Linked DNA regions of Hordeum vulgare: region 2 is linked to region 1. The links are chromatin contacts, called in public Hi-C maps. All regions are on one chromosome and are shown on one strand. Each heading gives the region's core, a stretch centred on a gene start, on an enhancer-like site or on the middle of the called end of the contact. The rest is flanking DNA. Distances are from core to core; before and after follow the strand shown. Region 1 has its middle 82 kb from the start of LOC123442898. Region 2 has its middle 110 kb from the start of LOC123442899.

Region 1 (4,471 bases), core at 576-3,075:
TCATTAAGTTTAACCGGCTCTTGACTCGGTCATGCCTTTCAGGGATTAGCACACCGATTGCGAAGTTTTCTTTCAGTGTTCTAAACAGGCATGCAGCTAGCTCCCCTTGCTACTAGACTTCTCTCTAAACTCTCTTCAAAAGCAGGCTTGGAAAGAAGAAGAAAGCGGGTTGATAAGTCATTTGGAAGTTTTGCAAGGTGCTTAGGGCCCAAGGTTTGACCACCGGTTCCTTTCTTCTCCGCAGCCGATAAAGATGAGCAAACCGCAGCGGCTTTCTATAATGCCTAGGGTTTCGTTGCCCCTCACATGGCCCTCCTCAACTTGACAGCGCCATGCGTACGGTATACTCGTAATGTTAAGCGACGAACGCTCCGAACAAAAGCAACGCATCAACAGCCATTGCATTATTTAGTGTCTACCGGGAATAGAAACCACGCATTCCCCTGTCCGCTGGTTTGCTTCCGCTCCGGGATCCTGAGGCGGCAGCACGTGTGCACGGCATGCTAGCAGGCATCTCAAACCAAGTACAGTGACTAGATTCTGCCTTATCCTCCCTCATATGATATGGTGGCCTAACCCTAACTACCGAAATATCTTAATATGGTCTATGCTTGCAAGCTCATAAAGAAGACGCCAAGTGTGCTATCTTGCTAGGTTGTCGACCCCTATGATTCTTGGATGATACGATGCTCCATCTCATCTCATGCACGCATTGTTACGGCAAGCAAAGCTAATTAATAAAGCTCCATTTCTGGTGCCAATAGGCTGCTGATGCAAAGTGGAGCGATATATATTCTGTAATTTCTGCTGGAGTAGCCTCGTCTTTTCACGCAGGTCCAGTTGTTTTATGGCATATCTTGGCAAGTTGCGATGATGTCTGCTTTCTCCACTAAGAAGACAGTAGACAAGAGAAGAACAAGCGCCCCGATTTGCGCGGAAAGAAGAAGATATCTATGACAAAGTAACCGAAGCACGTACTAAAACAGCGCTGCATAGTTAATCATCGATGCTGCACGTCAAGATCAAATCCAAGCACGCGAAGTCCAAGCCCGTGCCCAATGGCTGCTGACCTTCGTGCATGCATGGACCCAATTATATGGAAGAGGCGATGATGTATATGGCTAGGGCTAGCCCAGTCGCGAGACTTAATTTGCGGATCAAGTAACAGCGACATGCTGACGATTAAATTGGCAAGCCCTGCTATGCTAAGCCGGGATGGATAAGAAGGCGGTCGTTGTTCACTACACGGTTAGGCCAGCTGTGTTTTTCGGTCTAGTTGCTGCGGAGAAACCAGACAGGCAGACACAACGTCAACTATGCCGGAGTAGTAGAATACCATGGGGGCACTCAACAAGTGACAGGATATGGACGCAGACAGTGATTTGGAAATACTTGTGCCGTGCCGGCTGGTCACTATCATTCACTATAGCTAAGGTTCTTCGACGGTAGTGTATGTACTCTTGTAGGTGGCTGACTTTTCCGTTAAGACTCCCACGGACAGGGTGCGTACGTAGTTAAGGTCAACAAGGCAAGGAAAGCACACAACGACTAAGCTTGTCGCCTAACTAGGGCTAGCGGTTTTTGCTTCACTCCGTTGGGGTGCACATGTACTTGAACAACTTACATTTGGACCAGGCAAAACAAATACAATCTACCTGCTCCTGAGCTGCGGGTTAGCCAAGATGCCAAGACCCCGGATGGTGATTGTTAAAAGGAAATTAGTTGGTGGCTTGACACTGTGACGCAGCACCATCTGAATATCTGATCGATCAGCCCTGGAAGAAATCCACCGTGTGTCCGTGGCAGCCTCGGTTGGCAACGGGATGCCGTTGAGGCTATGCATGTTCGCATGTGACAAGCGAATCCCACCTACCAAACCGATGGCTATGCACGAGCACCCGATGCCAACGTGGCGCCCCTGGAGCATCTGTTCCGGATAAGATCCATGGCGAGAAAAGCGTGCGTGCGTGTGTGCTTATATTAGCCTAATCAGTTCTTACCAGTACCGGCGATACGCCATAAAGCGCATCATTAGGGACCGCATTATGGATTGTAACCCAAGCAAAGCTGCCGGCCAGCGCGCTCAAGCCTCAACCTCACGAGACCGACCCGTACCTGCTTTTCTGGACCCCAAAAAAGAAGGAAAAGGTTACTGTACGTGATAGCTTAATCCCGTTAGCCAAAGCAGCTATAGGTAGATATGGATGGACGGATAAGAAAGCGTCGTCACCTACCTAGCTGCAGATGGAATGTCGATGGATGCCCGCTTTTAATTTCTTGCAAATCGCAAGCTCCGCAAATGGCTTTTGCTCGTGGCCGAGACACGACCCGACCCGTCCCGACTATTCTATCGGCCAGTCCCTGCGCACGTCGCTCTCTCCGGCCGGATAAAGTATTGCCGGCGAGGACGAGCCGGTTTTACTACTTGAGGCGTAGTACAGTGGAGGCCCAAGATTCGAGGAGGGGTTAGCCACCACGTAATGGCCGCCATGGCGGTGACTCGGCAGGTTTAGCGAGAGCGTAAAGCGACGGGTCGTACGTACGTGCCGCGGGCCGGGGATCACTCCACATGCGCCCCCCGCGCCCATGCATGTGCGGGCCGGCACACGTCGCAGGGGTTCCAGACGACGCCGCGTACGTGTGCCGCTCGCGCAGCGGCGCGCGGCGTCGCCCCGGGGCTGCATGCACGGAGCGCGCGCTTGTCGGGAAAGGCGCCGTGGCACGTGAAAAGGTGGGGAGGAAACGTGCGGCGGTCGGGGACACGTACGTACGTACGTCGCGGTGCTCCGGCGAGAGAACAGTTGGTGCGAACATGCTTTGGATCGACCGACGGGAGGGAGGGATTCACGTCCGTATGGCCTATGGGGCCTGTGGTGGACAGGTGGACGGGTGCGGTTCTATCTTGTCTGTCGCCGTGTCACGGCGGTGCGCGACCCGCTCCCCTGCTGGAGACATGTGCAAATGGGGTAAAAACTTGGTGCAGCGTCCGGCCTGTTAAGGGATCACACGTACGGCCGCCAGCAGTGGTGTGTGCCAGCGCAGGCCAGCGGTGCGTGCATGACTATTGTTGATGGCTGGCTCTGAGGACAACTCCAACGCATACTGAAGTGACATCTGTTTTATCCGGATTTTGTCCGTTTTAACATAATAATAAGGTTTGTTTACCGGTTTACGTCGGCCGGACGTTCATCGCGGCCGCATCTTTTGTTCCATCTCATCCGTCGAAGAACAAGTATAATAATCAAGCATAGCAAAAATAATTCAAATCAAATGTAACTAATAGTTTAATATTCAAAATAATATTTTATTACAATTCAATTAAAATTTAAAAATATCAAATAGTCTTACAAAACCACACAAAGTTTTTGCACACGAAAAAAGATTAAACCGATAAATCTACTGATTGCAAATTTGATCCCACATGTACTCAATCAAGTCATCTTGCACCTATGTATGAGTGTTTCGATCACGCATCTCACGATGAAACCGAACAAACTATTCAAAGGTTCCAGGAGGTGGGTGCTCATGCTCAACATTCTGACGCTGTAAATCAAACCTTTGGTCGTAGATGCTTCCATCATGCTCATCCTCAACAGTCATGTTGTGCATGATCACATAAGAAATCATCACCTCCCAAAGCTTCTGAGTGCTCCATGTCAATGCAGGGTTTCGAACGATACCCCATCAAAACTGAAGCACACCAAATGCACGCTCCACATCTTTCCTAACACTTTCCTGCATTTGGGCAAACCTCTCTCTCGTTTCTCCTTGCGGATTGGGTATGGTCTTCACATGACTAGACCACTCATGATAGATACCATCAGCTAGGTAATATCACATGTTGTAATGATGGCCATTGATCTTAAAGTTGACCTCCGGACAGTGGCCTTCTACTAGCCTTGCAAACACTGGAGAATGCTGAAGAACGATAATATCATTGTAAGAACTAGCCATGTCGAAGAAAGAATGTCATATCCACAGATCTTGTGAAGAGAGAGCTTCAAGTATGTCAGTGGCACCTTTCACATGTCCCTTGTACTACCCGTGTCAAGCAAATGGTCAGTTCTTCCGCTTCGAGTGCATACAACCGATACTACCAAGCATGCCTGGAAAGCCCCTCTCGGCATTGATCGTCCACAACCTTTCTGTATCAGCGGTGTTTGGTTCTCTCGGGTATTCAAGACCAAACACAACCACCATGGCCTTGCAGAAACTATACATTGATTGGAGACACGTAAACTCACTACTATGAACATACTCATCCATAAGGTCACGAGGAATTCCATATGCAAGCATGCGAATAGCCAGAGTGCATTTCTAGTAAGAAGAGAAGCCAAGCTCGCCAAGGGCATCCTCTTTGCATTCAAAGTATGGGTCATATGTAACAACTCCTTAGGGAATACGATTGAACACATGTCTCCTCATTCAGAAGCGGCGACGAAATTATGCAGTTTGTAGAGAGCGCTTCTCT
Region 2 (4,155 bases), core at 428-2,927, 310 kb before region 1:
TCCTTTGTTTCCTGGTGATTTTTTGTTGTTTTCACTGTTTTTTCATTGGGTTCCTTCGGTTTTATTTTCCATACCATTTTTCTTTGTTTTTTCTCTGTTTTGTTCAGTTTCCTTTTCTGGTTGTTTTTCTTATTTTCTTTATTTTTTCTCAATTTTTATCCGTTAGTTCTTTGTTCAACACATGTCTACTTCTCTTAGTATAGAATGTACGTTTTTAACATACACGTGAAACATTTTTGTTGACACATGTTAAACATTTTTCAAATATATGATATAAATTATCTTTTTTAAATATTGGTTTTGAATTTTTTTAAAATATTTAACAATTATTTTTTCACACACAATGATCAAATTTCATTTACACTAGGAACATTTTTATTACTTGTTTGTCATTTCTAAATTACAAATTAACTGTTTATAAATATATATATTTTGAAGACCTTTTAATTCAATATAAATTGTACATTTTAATTATGCTTCCATTTTTCCTAGACATTTAACATTTTATTAATCATTTAACATTTCTTCATACACATGCACATTTTTTGTATATTGTTTTCGTAGATATGAGAAATATTTTTCCTATAACATTTTTAGAAAGAACTAATTCTTGATTATTTTTTTGAAAATATTTGGTAAAAAAAATTTAAATTATTTATTCACGTTTTTAATACGTTATCAACTTTTTTATACCCACTCTATAATCTTGTATACGTTTTCCTATGCATGGGAAATAGTTTTCTACGCACATTTGACATTATTAACATTTTTATATTCTTTGATGTGAAGTGTCTTGTATAATATATATTTAAAATGTGTGGAAGTACAAAACAATTGAAAAAACTAAAGAAAAAAAAACCGAAAAACGATTTACAAAAAATACATTTGGAAAGAAAACCAAAAATCGATATGTGCTGGGCTGGCCCATTATTATGTTCACCTAGGCGAGGCTGCCCTATGTGAGTAAAGCAAGCACTAGGCTTTGTTCCTTTGTTTTTCTAGAAACTGATATTTCAATTTTTTTGTTTCAGTATTACGGTTTTTCCACTAGATACATGTGATTTTAGCATTTTTTTTCCACGTTTTGTCTAGTTTTACCGTATCTAGTTCGGTTTTCGTTCAGTTTTACAAAAAAAAAATCTAAGTTTATCAATTTTTTATTTTTTTATTTAATTATAATTTCTTTTTTTCTTTTCCTCCTCTCTTCTTTTCTGTATTCATTATTTTTTATACTCTCCCGTTTTCTCTTCCTTTCCCCAATCCTTTGCAAATTTTATTTTTCTGGGTCCTGTAAATCTTGGACGCGCTGGTTTCCGGACTATAAATTTAGGGCGTCGGATTATGCACCCTACATACGACCCTAGGCCTCGCCGGTAAACAATGGAGGCCAGATGCCGACGGAAAACGACGGTGGCCAGGGCCGCTGACCACAGTGGGCAGAGCAGTGCCAGCGCAGGGGCGGTCGAAACCAACGATGCAAGCCGCGCCAAATAAGAGTACGGAATGGATGGGATTGGGAATGGCTCCTCACCGCGATGCAATTTGCTCACGAAGTCACGAGCTGTGGTCAGGGAAATGGTACGAATTATTGGGAGCAGCCCACGTCCTCGGCTCCTCGCTGTTGGGCCACCTGGGCGCATCAGTGCATGCATGTCGGCGTCGTCAAGCCCGCCCTAGCCACAGCCACAACCACAAACCGCCGGACGGCGCCACGACGCCATGGCACCGGGCAGCTGGGAGCACAGGGGCACTAGTCTTCGCATGATTGGGCGCTTTTGACGCGCTCACCGTGCACCCCACGTACCTCGTCGGAAAACGACGGTGGCCACGCCCCAACGGCTGTGCCGACCACAGCGGCACCGGCCGAACCAAACGAACGACGCAACGCCTGCGCCAAACAAAAGTACGGCGCGGATGACAACCGCTACTTACCCATACATGTCGCTAATCCATCCGTTTGGCCGGTTCCAGTGTCCATCCACAACCCGTACCAGGAATCATGAGTTTGCAGTGGCTCCCTGACGCTGGAATTCAGCGGGTAACGCCAAATGTGCGACTAGTACAAACGTAACGCCGCTCCACCTCGATCGATCATGTATTCATGTGTGCCGCGCCCAATGTATCCCGGGGGAGACATCATCACACCGCGATAGCGGCTGGCCACCAACCAGTATTCGCTTTTCCTCCCTCCCGTGGTGGAGTCGACTGATTAGTGATGGGGTTTTGTCTCTAACAACGATGCTTCGGGCTCTTGACCAGACTACTAAGCAGGCCAGTTTTATGCATCAGTGATTAATATAGGTATTAGCATTCACAAGGTTACGTGAGTCCACCGACGCGCTTTCCTTGCTCGTTGTTGCATTTCTGCTCGCTACGCAGTCACACATATTTACTACTGATAATTAAAGAGTAAAACATCATCGTTCAATACATTGCAAACACACATCGGAATGGTAAAAGTCGCCATCAGGGATAAAAGAGAACTTTCGCCATCGGACAAGGAGTATTTGATCGCAAGCTCACGTGCTTCCTGATGAACAGTAAAGTCTAAAAATTGGTAAAAAAATAAAAAAAAGTCTGATTTTGTTTTGTGATAAACATTGATGAAACTTCTAACTACCTGAAATTTTTTTTGATGAAATGACATTCATATAGGACCGGGCAAAAAAACAAAATCGATGTTTCAAAAACACTATTGTTGGAAGCATTTTGAAGCATCGATTTTGTTTTTTTATTGGCCAGACCACCACGAATGTTATTTCATCACGAAAATTTGCAGAATACTGAAACATTAATCAATGTTTATCACTAAAAAAAGTCAAAAAAATGTGATCTCTTTTACTATTTTTAAAATTTTACTGTTTATTATGGAGCATATGAGCTTGGGATAAAAAAACTTCGCCATCTACGTGTAACATGGAATTATGCCTATACATAAAACATGCAGACCGGTTTGAATGTACCTTGTGCTACCATCTTTTATTTGTTGCATCTAAACGCCATATACGCCCGTACAACCGCACGTTAAGTAAGGAGCATGTGGGGACCCTGACTCATAACTTGAAGTTACCGAATGCATGTGTAAAGTGATCTCGGTATCAATGCTCGTATAAACTGAATAACAAGAGACTTATATCCATTACATATCCTCTTACACAAATTATGACCATTATGGTCTCTTACATAGGTAGGGCCATGAAGGCCAAACATCAAACATAAACTGGCAATGGTAATCTCCAATGATAGCGTGAACCCATGATATCTGCCTTAATCCTACACACATCTCACTAGAAAGCGTCCTAATTCGCATGATCGTCACGGAGGTGTTCTTGATCATAGACCTGCTCTTCCATGCCTCGTCAATAAAATAGCTAGGGACAAGCTAGTGAGTACTTTGAAATGTACTCGCAAGCAACCCATGTTTCTAATAGAGTAAACATTGCATGGTATAACACTAAGTATGTACTTTTGCGAAAGCTAGTTTTGAATGCAATGTCATGACCTATCAAGAGTAAACACGCATCTTGACGTTACAAATATCAATATGAACAGAGTTGGAGCAACTCAAGTTTAGTCATCTTCTCAAGTCACCCGACTTAGCTCAAGTATCTCTTTTGTCACACACACACCAAGTTTGTAAAACTTTGGACATAGTTTAAGAAGCACCATCCAACTATTCTTGATCGTGGACACAACTATTCAAATAGTTTGACACTCTGCACAGGTTGCACACTTTACCTATAAAACTCAGGGAACTTTCGTATCAAGCCACGACTCGCGGTATGTTACATACCCGAGGTAGGCACCTGGACAATACATTTCCCGTGACGATACTAAACAAATAGTCCCCTTATTCGTACACAACCCTCATGATGTACATAACAAATATCATCCATGAGAGGACACAACGGTGTGCCTGGTGTTTGTGAAAACAGCAATAGTCGTCCATCCAGGCACGACCCCGTATCGAGAGAATGACTCGGCTCTCTCGCCACTAGTAATGCAGGCTCTGTGCTAGCATCTACCAAAATAACCGATAAAGCATCGTCCCATAAGGGCTATCGTGGTCGGACATGTAAGTTTGGGAACAGTCAAAAAATCTTATATCTAATTCATTTTTGAAAACACACACAATTTGCTGAGGTACATCACTTT

Evidence for each region. Hi-C and Micro-C count contacts between places; a contact is called where the count stands out from the background.
Region 2: a contact with region 1 is called in a Hi-C map of seedling, with 3 times the contacts expected there. The contact joins two enhancer-like sites. A contact is called at or near these places in 2 of 6 Hi-C or Micro-C datasets (leaf and seedling).

What each region holds. Positions count from the first base shown.
Region 1 is chr3H:45,139,910-45,144,380 of MorexV3_pseudomolecules_assembly, reverse strand. No RefSeq gene overlaps it. Among protein-coding and RNA genes, the nearest start is that of LOC123442898, 82 kb to the right of the region's middle. Within about 2 kb of position 1,825, at least 3 of the 3 cell types and tissues checked have open chromatin away from gene starts, as enhancers often do. A contact at or near this core is called in leaf and seedling, where this site is marked.
Region 2 is chr3H:45,454,738-45,458,892 of MorexV3_pseudomolecules_assembly, reverse strand. No RefSeq gene overlaps it. Among protein-coding and RNA genes, the nearest start is that of LOC123442899, 110 kb to the right of the region's middle. Within about 2 kb of position 1,677, at least 3 of the 3 cell types and tissues checked have open chromatin away from gene starts, as enhancers often do. A contact at or near this core is called in leaf and seedling, where this site is marked.